Linked DNA regions of Mus musculus: all the other regions are linked to region 1. A link is a contact called in public Hi-C and promoter capture Hi-C data. All regions are on one chromosome and are shown on one strand. Each heading gives the region's core, a stretch centred on a gene start, on an enhancer-like site or on the middle of the called end of the contact. The rest is flanking DNA. Distances are from core to core; before and after follow the strand shown.

What was found. A called contact is a pair of places that touch in the nucleus more often than the background predicts. Capture Hi-C pulls out chosen DNA fragments and counts their contacts.
Region 2: a Hi-C map of B cells shows a contact between it and region 1, with 5 read pairs. The contact joins the promoter of Acad8 here to the promoter of Zbtb44 in region 1. A contact is called at or near these places in 1 of 39 promoter capture datasets (cranial neural crest) and 2 of 484 Hi-C or Micro-C datasets (B cells and regulatory T cells).
Region 3: a promoter capture Hi-C map of liver shows a contact between it and region 1, with 3 times the contacts expected there. The contact joins the promoter of Pus3 here to the promoter of Zbtb44 in region 1. A contact is called at or near these places in 1 of 39 promoter capture datasets (pre-B cells), 1 of 484 Hi-C or Micro-C datasets (CD4 T cells) and 1 of 9 other capture datasets (liver).
Region 4: a contact with region 1 is called in a Hi-C map of CD4 T cells, with 5 times the contacts expected there. The contact joins the promoter of Vps26b here to the promoter of Zbtb44 in region 1. A contact is called at or near these places in 1 of 39 promoter capture datasets (pre-B cells) and 1 of 484 Hi-C or Micro-C datasets (CD4 T cells).

What each region holds. Positions count from the first base shown.
Region 1 is chr9:31,029,047-31,032,077 of GRCm38.p6, forward strand. Zbtb44 (zinc finger and BTB domain containing 44) reads left to right here and starts at 1,598. Exons shown (of 6, transcript NM_001115130.1): 1 at 1,598-1,912.
Region 2 is chr9:26,998,189-27,001,111 of GRCm38.p6, forward strand. It overlaps Acad8 (acyl-Coenzyme A dehydrogenase family, member 8), which reads right to left and starts at 1,361. Exons shown (of 11, transcript NM_025862.2): 1 at 1,206-1,361. The coding sequence starts at 1,308. It overlaps Thyn1 (thymocyte nuclear protein 1), which reads left to right and starts at 1,489. Exons shown (of 8, transcript NM_144543.2): 1 at 1,489-1,577; 2 at 1,763-1,868. The coding sequence starts at 1,826.
Region 3 is chr9:35,556,768-35,559,823 of GRCm38.p6, forward strand. Pus3 (pseudouridine synthase 3) reads left to right here and starts at 1,793. Exons shown (of 5, transcript NM_023292.5): 1 at 1,793-1,966; 2 at 2,536-2,750. Ddx25 (DEAD box helicase 25) reads right to left here and starts at 1,703. Exons shown (of 12, transcript NM_013932.4): 1 at 1,571-1,703; 2 at 918-984; 3 at 615-662; 4 at 1-134. The coding sequence starts at 1,633.
Region 4 is chr9:27,028,598-27,031,549 of GRCm38.p6, forward strand. Vps26b (VPS26 retromer complex component B) reads right to left here and starts at 1,497. Exons shown (of 6, transcript NM_178027.4): 1 at 802-1,497. The coding sequence starts at 1,024. It overlaps Ncapd3 (non-SMC condensin II complex, subunit D3), which reads left to right and starts at 1,568. Exons shown (of 36, transcript NM_178113.4): 1 at 1,568-1,902; 2 at 2,026-2,233. The coding sequence starts at 2,173.

The DNA.
Region 1 (3,031 bases), core at 348-2,847:
CTACCAAGGGCCTTTTTAGCTCAGGCGCCTCCGTAGTTAGTAAGATTCTTCAAATCTCACTGTAAAGCCAGGCCCGATTTGTTTTCTGATGTTGCTCATCACTGAAATGGAATAATAAAAACTTGATAGAATAATATTAAGAAAGTTGTAGATTAGGTTGTCAAGGATTAAATACTTTCTAACTCTTGAAAATTTGTTGGAGCATAGACTTTGATTTTGTTGACATTATTTTGAAAAATTTCATCGCTTTGGGTGCTCTGGTAGAGGGTGGTTTAAGTCAGAGGCAGCCAAGTGTCTAATGCAGCTGGGAGATCAACCTACCTTGCACAAAGAAGTCTTTCGGTTTAAAAACTGGAGGTGTAGGTACATAGCATGCCCAGCACCCAAATTGCAGCGGTCTTGACTGGTATCCTGCCCTTCTCCTCTTCTGGGGCGCAATCCCACTTGCCTCCAGGAATACCCACTCCGCCCCCAGTGCCCCCAATCGCCAGGTCTGATTCCCTGAGGTCCGAGGTAGCCACACCTTAGGGTATTTTATCCTACAGGCAGACTTTACAGCGACCGAAACTCAGACAGTAACCCTCTAGAGAAGAACAGTCAATTTTCGGTGATCCACACATTCCCTTCCCCAAGGGCGAGACTGTGTACTAGAACGGGATTCACCGTAAGGGAAGGAATAGTTCACAGTTGCTTTAGGTTTTAGAAGCCAGTCTGTGTTGGGGAAAGAAAAAAGACATGGGAGCCAATTTTTTTTTCTGGTCTGCTCAGAACTGCACTTCCTGCCATGGTAATCAGAAAAATGCTATGGCAACCTCAAAGTACGACAAGGCTGCTAGACCTGTCAAGACGCTCGGTAGTAACCCTTGCGGGGGATCGCTGATCATCGGGGAGAAAGCAGGGGAGCTCGCCAGATTCTCAGAGGCCCTCGTGGCCACGCCCTAATAGGCCTCAGTTTCCACGTGTGAAAAATGGCCACACCACCCAGATTCCTTTCCCGACCGGGAAATGCTGGAGTGCTTTGCTGCTACAGAAACCACCCGGGGAAGAGAGTTTCTTTCGGTTTTTAGCTCCAAGAAAAGCAAATCATCCTAACGCTGGCTTCCTTCGGCGCAGGACCAGACCACAGCTACGGGACGACAACCCGACAGGCCTCATGGCGCTTATGCATACGAAGCTCACAGACAAGTGCACACAGACTGGGTCAAGGCCCGCTGTGCTTCAGCGTCTGGCTTGCACCACCGGCGAAGGACAGCTCGCACTACGCTTGCGCAATAGCCGCGCACCGCCTCCAGCGCGGCCCCGCCCCTCCCTCTCCCTAGGCCGGGCCGGCCGGCCGCGCGGAGCATTGTGGGACACAAACAAAGTGCCCCCAAACAGGCTGGAGTGAAACGAGCGGCTACGGCGGCGCCCGCCCGCCCGCACGCCCGCACGCGCGCTGCGGCGGCTCCCTCCCAGCCTCCCGTCCTCTCCCCTCAGTCCCTTTCCCCTTCCCCACCCCGCCCCGCCGCGGCCAGCGCGAGCGAGCCTTCGGCCGCCCTCGACCAACCGCCCCCAACGGCCGTCCGTGCGCAGCGGGCTGGGCCCCTCGCTCCTCCCCTCAGGCCCACGGGCGCCCGGCGCTCTCCTCGCGCCTCGCACTCTCGCACCTCGCGGCCACGCGGGTGAGTGGCGCCGCCATGCGCGCCCAGTCCCAGGCTGCACACTGGCCTAGGAGCGGCGGCCCGAGATAGGGTCCCCTGAGCCTCCCGGGGGAGGAGAGGAGCCAGTCGCGCGCTCCGCCCCCTCCCCCCGGGTTGCCGCCACCGCCGCTGCCTCCGCCACCGCCACAGCCACCGCCACCTCGCCGCCCCAGCCTGGCGGGGAAGAGGAGGAGCAGTTGCAGGCCTCCGGGCCTCGGCACCGCCGCCCGCAGGTAACGGGAGGGGAGGGCCAGTGGGGAGACGGCGGGCCGGCCTGGGGACTGACACCACTTGTCACCCACCTGGACGCGGGAGGGAGAGGAAACCTGGTTTGTCACCCTGATTCGTGCTGGGAGGCACCCACAGGGTCCCCCTCATTGGCGATTAATCCTTAGAGGGGGACTGGCCTTGGTCCCAGCGGACCTGAAGCCGTCACCCAGATCTTCCAGGGGAGCCTATCGGCCAGAAAATCCGCCCAATAACAAATGCTGTGCTGCCGGGCCATTTATTACCCGCTCACCTGGTCTACGCGCGAGCCCTAGACTTGTTTATTCCTTCCTCTCCCAGGCTGCCCTACTCGCCCGCGTCGGAACGGCACTTTTCTTAAAAAGAAATAGAGAATGCAAACACTTCTAACCCCCTCCCACCTACCTGAGGATCACTCTGTAGCTGGTCTTTTTACTGTCGGCCTAACAAAAAGCTAGGGGTTACCTGCAAGTGAAATGACAACTAAGTTACAACTGATTAAAGGAAATCGCATCAGTTTGGTTTTTGTAAACCTTAACCAGAATCTATTGAAAACCGCGATGTTTACGTACTTTCACGGAACTTACAGAAATTAAGACCAAAACTACTTTTTTAAGCATATAAGCATACTAATCTGTTGAATGTGTGTTTTCAGAAAAATTCTCAACTTCCGCTTATTAGCATTTTTTTGCAGAGATAAGTTAATACCCAAAGCGAACTATACCATATAATAGACAACAGAGGCTGGATAAAGATTTGATATTTCCTTTTGCCTTTTTGGTAATTCTTGATTTAAAAAGTACTACATAGATCTTGATTTTTTTGTTCCTATTTACTTTGATTTCCAGTTGATTTATAATATTCGTTTATGTCTTTGTAGTTCTCCCCATGGAATATAAAAAGGAGTGTTTTCTTAATCCATTTGTATTTTGTGATGATTTGTATTTATTAATTACAAAAACCAGGTTTACTTACTTTGTGCAACAATGCTTTGCTTTGTTAGAGCTATAGTCTTATTCTTAGAACCTGGTGATATAGTTACTTTTGAGTTTTATAGAATTGACAGAAACTTAGTAATATTAATTGTAACTTGCCCCAGGTTGCCC
Region 2 (2,923 bases), core at 111-2,610, 4.0 Mb before region 1:
AGGCCGAGTCAATACTGGGGTTGGAACCCAGGGCTGCATGAATGAAAACATTAGGCAAGCATTCAAGCTGACTGAGCTAGATCCCCAACTCCAACACTTCGTTAAAAACAGTGAAAGAGAGCAAGCTGAACTCTGGTGGTACAGCCAAGGCTTGGGAGATAGGCACCAGTGATCTCTCCTGAGTTTAAGGCCAGCCTGGTCTACAAAGCTAGCTCCAGAAGTGTCACAGTTGCACAAATAAAGCCTGTCTCACACATCTTAGTTGCCCAGGTCAAAACAACAATCAATAACGTAAATCTGTTACTGGGACAGACTCTTTCCTAACTTTAGTACCAAACCACGCTACTTTGTTTACCCAATTTTAGGTGCCTAAGTAGGGCAGTAACTCTTAAAACTGGTTTTCTACAAAAAACAAAACAAAAACAAACAAACAAAAAACCAGTCTATGCCTCCATGTACTTTATAACTCTGTTCTCAATTTTCAAAGCCATAAGGCCATAAATAATAGATTCTTATTTAAAATAAAATTTAGAATTATTTTAAAAACTGTTTCAGAAGAAAAGGTGGTTCTGGTTTTTAGTTTGGTATTTAAAGTGATTGACAAATCTAAATATTTGGCTTGGTTTGCATGGGTGGCAAACACTCCCAGTTACATGCAAGTTTTCTGCCAGGTTTTTAAACAATCAGTTTGTAATCTCAGATAGGGTTTCTCAATTGCGGTTATCTTTCTTTTTCCTGCAGCAGTTTCTACAGTATGAGTGTTTTTACGAAATCTATACTTGTGAGCAAAACATACGGTATAACCTGGAGCTTTTCAACTATCTCTACCAGCGCTCATATACTTAGCTCTTTCTACCTTGGAAATCTATTGCCAAAGTCACACGTTCCTTCGTCTTTGAAAAGCATTGGCGGGGTCGGGGGACAGGCAACTGGACTGGACTGAGCGCTGGTCACAGGGACCATTAAGAGCTGGTCCCGAGAGTAGATCCTGAGTTATGGGAGGAAGCCAGTTCGTGAAACAGGACTGGTCGGGGAGAGAGAAGTGGGTCCCAGACGGGCAGAGTCAGAGGATGAAGTGAGTCCGTCAAGGGACCCGAGAGGGATCGGTGTCAGGCGAAGCCCGAGAGCCACCAAAGCGCTGGGAACTCGGGCGGGCACAGATGCCCACCGAAGACCCACTCTCCCCTCGCCTAGATGAGCCTTACGATCGATGCAGAAGGTGATGCTCCGGTGGTGGGTCTGAGCCAGGGACTTGAGTGCCGCGCGCAGACAGCCAAAGCGCCTGTATCCGGACCGCAACATCGCCATGTAAACTTCGAATCTCAGACCCCAGGCCTCTTAGCCCAGGCCAGAACTAGCCGTTCCCGCCCCGCCCCCCTGATACTCTGGGAGTTGTAGTCCATTAAGCCCTTGAAGCGCGGGCTCCAATAGGACTACTGGCGTTCTGAAACTACAGTTCCCAGAGATCGTGGGGGCGGCGCCTCTGAGACGCGTCTTCTACTAAGCCTGTCCGGGCACGCCAGTCGCCTCAAGGCTCCCAGAAGATTAGCCTGGCAGTGCTTCAAGGCGTTTGGGTGGTGCGTTGAATGAATGGTGGTGGGTAAAGCCGAATTAGGGAGGGACTCAGGAGAGTTTAGAGGTAGATTAGGAGAGAAGGAAAGGGCGCAGATAACGAGAGAGGGATTAGAATGGTTTAATCATGACTTTTCTTCATAAGTCCCAGGCCCTGTATGCTTTCTTGCCTCCATCTTGCACCATGCAGGTTTTAGAAGACAAGAGCTGTTTCTTACCCGTCCGGTTAGCTTCAGCCTCCTACAGAGAGGCCATGCCGAGACCCCGCAAGAGGCAGACTGGGACTGCTGGTCCAGGTGAGTTGAACCGACGCTGCAAAAGGCAGCAGGTAAAGAACGTGGTCTTGTAGGGCGTGCTTTATTTCCTTTTTCCACTCCCTGGTTTGGAGACTTTGGGGGTTGTTGCTTATCGTCTTCTTTACTCTTTCTGCCAGAACTTCCACTTTCAGTCCCTTCCACTTATTTGTCCAATCAAAGAATAGTGCAATGAAGCACTGCATACATATACGGAACTGTGGTGGCCCACGCATGTGGGAGACTGAGGCTGTAGAATTGCCTTGGGTTTAAGACCAGCCTGGTACTACATGAGTACTACATAAGCAGGGCCCTCTCTCCAAAGTGTGTGTGTGTGTGTGTGTGTGTGTGTGTGTGTAACCTTGACAGCATAGGTGAAAAGAGACTTCTTTAAAAATTACATTTATTTACTTTTGTACAGTATGTGGGAACACACACACACACTGATCAGAGGATAACTTGAAGGAATCAATCCCCCGATTCCACTGTGCGAATCTCAGGGATTGAACTCAGGTCCTTAGGCTTTGAAAAAAAAAAAAAAATGCCTTTTCCAACTAAGCCACCTCGCCAACCCTTTGCTTTTATCATTGAATGCAATAAGCCAGGCACAGAAAGGCATGCATGATTTCATGTGAAATGTAAAAAAGCTGAAAGCTAGAAATCAGAGGGAGATCAGGATTCAAGATCTTCCTTGACTACGTGTAGAGTTTGAGGCCAGCCTGGACCACAGGAGACCCCACCTTTCACACACACAGTTTTCTTTTCCTAGGTCTTTATCTTATCAGCCTGTCAATTTGGAATTGCTAAGCATCTGAGGATGACCTGAATTCCTGATCTTTCTGTCCCCACTCCCAAGTGCTTTGGTTATAGGTTTCTTACATCACCAAAACCATTTAGACTTACCCTTAAATTTCCTGAACAATGTGACTTCAGAGGCTACCAAAATGCTAGACATAGCTGTTAAGAAACTTATTGCAGCTATGCTTACAAGCCTAATGCTCTAGGGCTTCTCTGTGGTCCTTATCTTGTGTTTTATCAGGTTTTACATGTGTGTGCCC
Region 3 (3,056 bases), core at 543-3,042, 4.5 Mb after region 1:
CCGTAGCTCTTCAAAGGTTTTCACCGAGTAGAGTGGAGAGCTGGGATCCTTCTGTAAGACTTCCACTCGGTGGCTGGATTCTATTAAGGACTGACGGATTAGCTTGTTTAAGAGTGAATTGGCTGCCAAATCCACTAAAAAAAAAAAAAGGCAAAATCACAAGAGGACATCAAACCTCCCGGATGACAGCTAATTAACTGTTATCTCCTACTGAGCAACAGTACATATCAACCAACAGCAGCTTGTTCTCATCTTCCTGACAAAAGGAAGTCCGAGAAGGAATGCCACAGCACCGAGGATTCCCTCCTTTTACCAAGACCCAGTTTCTTATGCTCTGTTGTGCAAACCCTTGACCACGTGCAGACCGACATCTAATTGCAATATCTTCCTAGCCAAACCGAAAATTCTTAATCTACACCTTGCAGTTTTCATTTCAACGTAGTCTAAAGGAATGCACCCCCCTCCTAATTCAGTACTCCCCCCCCATAGTATTCATTCAAAAAGAAAACAAAGATAGTGCTTTCCCAAGGAAATTAATCCTTTTAGCACAGTCAAAGCGATGGTAAACCAAGCAGCAGAGCTAATAGGTACATTCAGTCGAGCTTGTCTCCTACCTACATCGTCTTCATCATCATCATCATCTTCCGTGTTAAGAGAGCCGTCTATGAGGGTAAAAGGGAAAATAAGAAGCATAAAGAAAAATGTTGAGTGGAAACATACAATGCATTCTCAGAACGTCTCACAGACGCTACAGTGTATGCAAACAGAGCCATCTCCTGCAAGAGTAAAGCGATGTGCCTGAGGAGGTGGAGGATTTTCAGTGGAGAGGAAGGAAGCCAAAGCTATTTCATGGCAGATACATGGGGAAAGCAAAGGTGTTAATTAAGCCAGTCTTGCTTTAGCCTAACAACACTCACCTATGTTTGGGACTGTGGTACTCCTAATACCACGAAGGTTCTTCCTGGGATGGACGAGATTTGAAAACTATTGAAAGGCACAAAATTCAACCAAGGTTAGGAAGCAGGACATCAAGCAAGAAGCATGGCGCTATCCTACAGCAAGGGGAGGGAAGACCACCTCAAACTGCTTCCTTTGCAATGTTAAGGGTTAATGATTTCATTATAAGAATCTGTGTAATTGTATGAATTCTCATATAATAGAATGGGGGCTTCCATAGTCTCTCTTTATAAGGGCTCTTAGTTTGAATATGGGCAGCATCTGGGTGATGGGTGGTTTACAACTACAAGGGGAAGGTGGCTATGAAGATGAGAAGCCTGCTAAATGGTCAAAACCAGGATAGGAGAAAACTCAGTACAGATAGGACTAGCAGCTGCGCACTCTCTCTGTATTTCCTGAGGGGGTCTCTGCCCTTTCAAATCAAAGGTCGGTCCTTTCTGGGAGTCTCCTTTTCTGTGGCCTTTCCAGCCCAGCCCCCCATCACTTGACACCCCCCATCACTTGACACCCCGCTCTAAACGCCGGCCGGGCGCTCCCCTTCCCAGGGGACTTCCCTCGGGAGTCCCTGTTCTAGCCCCCGCCCCTGGGCCCTCCCCTGCTCAGCGGCAGTTACGTGGCTGTTCAGCCGCTCGCTCTCCGCCGCCCCGGCGTCGCCTCCCCAAAGTAACGACGCCATAGCTGCGGTCTCCGCTCTCGCCCCTGGCACGTGCTGCCACCCCCGCGCGGGGCAGCGCCGGCTCGGCTCAGTGGCCAATGGTCAGGCTCCGGGACCGGCGTCCGCCTCGCGACCACCCGTGGCGCGGCGCAGTGCGCAGGCGCGGGCCCGGCGCGGGGCGGGCGGAGGGAGAGAGGTGCGGGGCGCAGCTGTGCGGGACACCCGCGAGCTTTCCGTTTGACCAGCCGGCCATCCGCACAGCAGAGAGAAAGTGGGCACGGAGGCGGTACACACACCGCGCTGCAGGCTCTCGTGCGGGTATCTCTCCCGACAGCCCCGCTTGGGCATCACCAGGTGTGAGGTTGCACAGTGGAGGGAGAGATGGGCTTGACCAGAGGTTCAGAAGGAAAACAGAACTCAAGTGCGGACATGTGTCCAGGATACCTGTGATGTGCCCACATACACGCATATTTTAATTTTTATTCTAAGGAGGGGTCTCCTTTTAAAGCAATCTGGACCACCACTATCTATATCTATGACATGTATTGCACAGCTCTGGGGTAGCTCTTTGGTCCAACCTTATGCTAAGTTTGGACCAAAGAACCAGGATTTTCAGTTTTCTGACTGGAATTTTAAGACTTGGGGCAACATTTCTATAATTGTCAAAAGCAGAAACTCAAAACTGGAGCCATGATCTCTCCGTGGTGCTGAAGCAGAATTCCTTGGCCCTGTTCTGTCGCAATCTTTCAGTGTTTTCAGGTCAAAGCATTTCCCTTTAACCCTTACATTTACATTCTAGTAGTAAATGTTTCGACTCTCAAGGTTAAATTTCTGTTAATTAAACGATGTTGGGACAGGATCTTCAATCTCTTAGTTTTCATATAGGATAGCCAGCATTTGAAAATCTTTTTTTCTCATTTTAGACCAGACTATATTTCTCGTATTGGCTTGCGGTAAAGAGGAAGCTGCATCAGAAACCTGCGCATGCGGTGGGCTTCGGCTAAAAGCCCACACCGTGCCTTCCGAACTACATTTCCCAGAACCGTCGGCGCACGCTTGGTGAAGCCGCGCATGCTTACTGAAGACGGAAAGCCATAGCTTCCGGCTAGCCGCATGGCCGCCTACTGAGGACCGGAAGGTGAGTTAAACTCTGAGTTGGGCATCTTTGAGTTCTAGAGAGGAATGAACAGATGGAGGCTGAACTGCTACCTTCTGCCCTGGTATTTAAGTGTTTAAGAAGGCCTTGGTGTATGAAATGGGACTTAGGACAACGCATATCGTGTCGTGCCTGGAACTTCTAGCAGCTAGGAAATCCCATCGGCGGGGCTTAGAGTCTGTAACTAGTTTAGAGGGCCTCTACTACATCAAAATTGCTCAAATATGAACAGTGGAAGCCCATTAATTATGCTATGGAAGGAAGGGGTGGCGGGAAACTTTGGGTTTT
Region 4 (2,952 bases), core at 247-2,746, 4.0 Mb before region 1:
CTCACCTCTCACCTGGCTCCCCAAATATTTTGTTTTACCGCCTTCCCTTGTCTATCTAGTTCTATTAGAACTAACAATATTTGAAGGTGACTATTGAGCACTGCAAATTTTTGATCATTTAATTATAGTCTTTGCAGCATCACTTCTTTGACTTTAAGGAGAAAATCAGACAACTAAATACCAGCATGGTACTAAGGAAGTTTGAGAAATAGAGGCAGTCAGAAAGAGGCAGGTTACAGGTATTCAAAACATGCACATGCAATGTAATACAGAATGGAGGTGAGATAGATAGACGGAATTTATGAGCCCGGTCCACTGCACTGTATTTTAAAGGGGGAGGAGGGATGATGGATAGGTGGGTGGGGTCACTGCTTAACTTTGGATTGGATCTGACAGCTGTAGCTGTCAAACCCACCTGCAGGATACTGTCTACCACACTATGAAATCCCGGTTACTAGAAGCAAAGCTGGAAGCATACTGCAGAGACAATGGGGATATCCAAGCACCAGGTGAGCATCCGACCATACAGCAGAGGGCTCCCTACCCTATCTAGGCTGTCCCCACCTCCCCAGCAGCACGCTGTCACTTTTGGCACGGAAGAAGGTAATGAATGCATGGGGGAGTCGCCCACGGGCGGGACTCGTGGGTGAATCTCAGGCTTTAGATTACAGTTGAAAAGAACCTGTCGCAGGCCTCGCAGGAGCTGGGCACTGAAAATCTCTGCTCCCAGCCCGTCCCACACTCGAGTCCAGGGGCAGGCTGACGTCCCGGTTTTGGGAAGGTCCCAGGGAATAGACTCACCGATCTGCCCAATGAACTCGATCTTGATGCCCTGGTGCTCTAGTCGCTTGTTGGGGTTCTTCAGTGATAGGCTCACTTTCCCCGAGACGGTTTCCCCGTCGTAGAAGAGGAAATATTTCTCCTTCTTCCCGTCCTCAGTCTTGTGCTCCGCTCGCTTCCTACTCTCCGCATCATTCAGCAAGATTTCCACCTCCACGCTCTGCCCGAAGCCGAAGAAGCTCATCTCCCCGCCTGGCCGCGCCGGTGTCGGCACAGACTGCTCCCTCCCTCCCAGGCGCGAGCTGCCTTCGGGGAAGGCAGGCCGGAGGGCCGGCTGCGGGAACGCGCTGGACGCTGCACCGCAGCCCCGCTCGCTCTGAGCTGGGCGGTGGGCGATCGCCGATGGCCTGCGCCCCTGGGGTGAGGCAGGGCGGAGGAAGGAGGTCGGCTGCGGGTTGCGGCGCCCAGAGCAGCGATGCACCGAGAGGCCAGACACAGTACCAACGCAGATCCTGGCGGTGCAGCGACTAGGGCCCTGGGAGGAAAGGCGCCAAGCACGCGCGTCTCGTCGCCCACCGGGTGGGGTCCAGCGCCCAGCCGCACACACAGAACTGCCTGGACTCCCGCGGCGTAACGCACCGAAGTGCTACGGCGGCGCCGGGCGGGGGAAGGGGCAGGAGAACTCCGGCCCGGATGCGAAGATGATGCCACGCGCACGCGCACGTCTTCTCTCCCCCCCCCCCCCCTCGCTTTCCCTACCCCCTCCAGGCCGTCAAGGGGTGCGCTCATCTGCGCATGTGCAGTGCCAAAGGGCGCTTTGTTTACATGGCGGCTCTGGCCTCTCTCCAGTAGAACTCGGGCCCAGATGTTCCGTCAAGTCCTAGCACTGCAAGTGCCTCCTTGTAATATTCCGGTTGCATTTCTCTTCCTTCTTAGCCTGATAAACGCCAGGCTACTCTTCACATTTGAATACGAGCAACGCTTGCGTGCTGTCTGACGGGATGAGGTGCCTTTCCCATGCACGCTCAGTGTCACCGGAAGGGGCAAATGTGACCGCTACTACAGGAAGTATGCTGTCCCCGCTGGCCTCTAGGTTCCCTGCCGTGTAAGAACGATATGACGGTAAGAAAAACACTAGTGACGTCCTGACCCCAACATTAACTGGAATGCTAAGGGAAAAAGAAAAAGTCCTCGCTAGCCTTGTTTAACTTCCAGTCTTTGCCCCGCCCACTTATGCGCACGCAGTGGGCGACCCAGCCCATTGGCTTGGGTTACGAACACGGCTCAGCGCGGTGATTGGTCGATTGTAAATCCCGAACGTTGTGACTGGTCCGCCAAAACGTCTCAGAGCGCGCGCGGGAGCGACGGCGAGCCGGTACGTCCACGGTCGGAATGGCGCTGCAGGATCTTGGAGAAAACTTGCAGCCTTGGTGTCCGCTGGGTCTCAGCCTCGGTGAGGAAACGCAGCCGCGGGTTCTGGGTTCGGGGCTTGGGGTGTTTTGTTCCGCCTAATGTATCCAAGCTTGCGTCTCGGTGAGGGTAGGGGTAGGGGTGGGGGAAGGGGAAGCCCTGGTCTCTGCACTGACCGTGAGCCCCAGGATTGTGACAATCTGCCCGGGTGAAGGCCAGCCAAACTTACGGTGGGATCTGAGTCCAGACGAGTAATTGGTAGAAAAGAGAGCTAAACTGTTCTAGCATGCGGGAGGTCGAGGCTGGAGGATTGCCATGAGTTCAAGACCATCCTGGGCCACACAAATGAATTTAAACCAGTCTCAATAATAATAATAATAAAACAATAATAATAGGAGTGTCTCAGTGATAATAACAATAGCAGCAGCAACATGAAAAGCTAATAATTGGCCTTTAATAGTGCTAGTGCCTCAGTTATCTCCATCTGTCACCTTTGTTCTACCTAGTCTTGCTGGAGTCCTAAGTCTATTCCCCAGGTGGTTTTAAACAGACAATCTCAATGTTCAGGTTGATTTTTTTTTTCTTAGAATTTGTGATCATAAATTCAGCTAGATGGTTCTTGTACCGGCTGGTTTTGTGTGTCAGCTTGACACAGGCTGGAGTTATCACAGAGAAAGGAGTCTCAGTTGGGAAAATGCCTCCATGAGATCCAATTGTAAGGCATTTTCTCAATTAGTGATAAAGTGGGGAGGTCCCCTTATG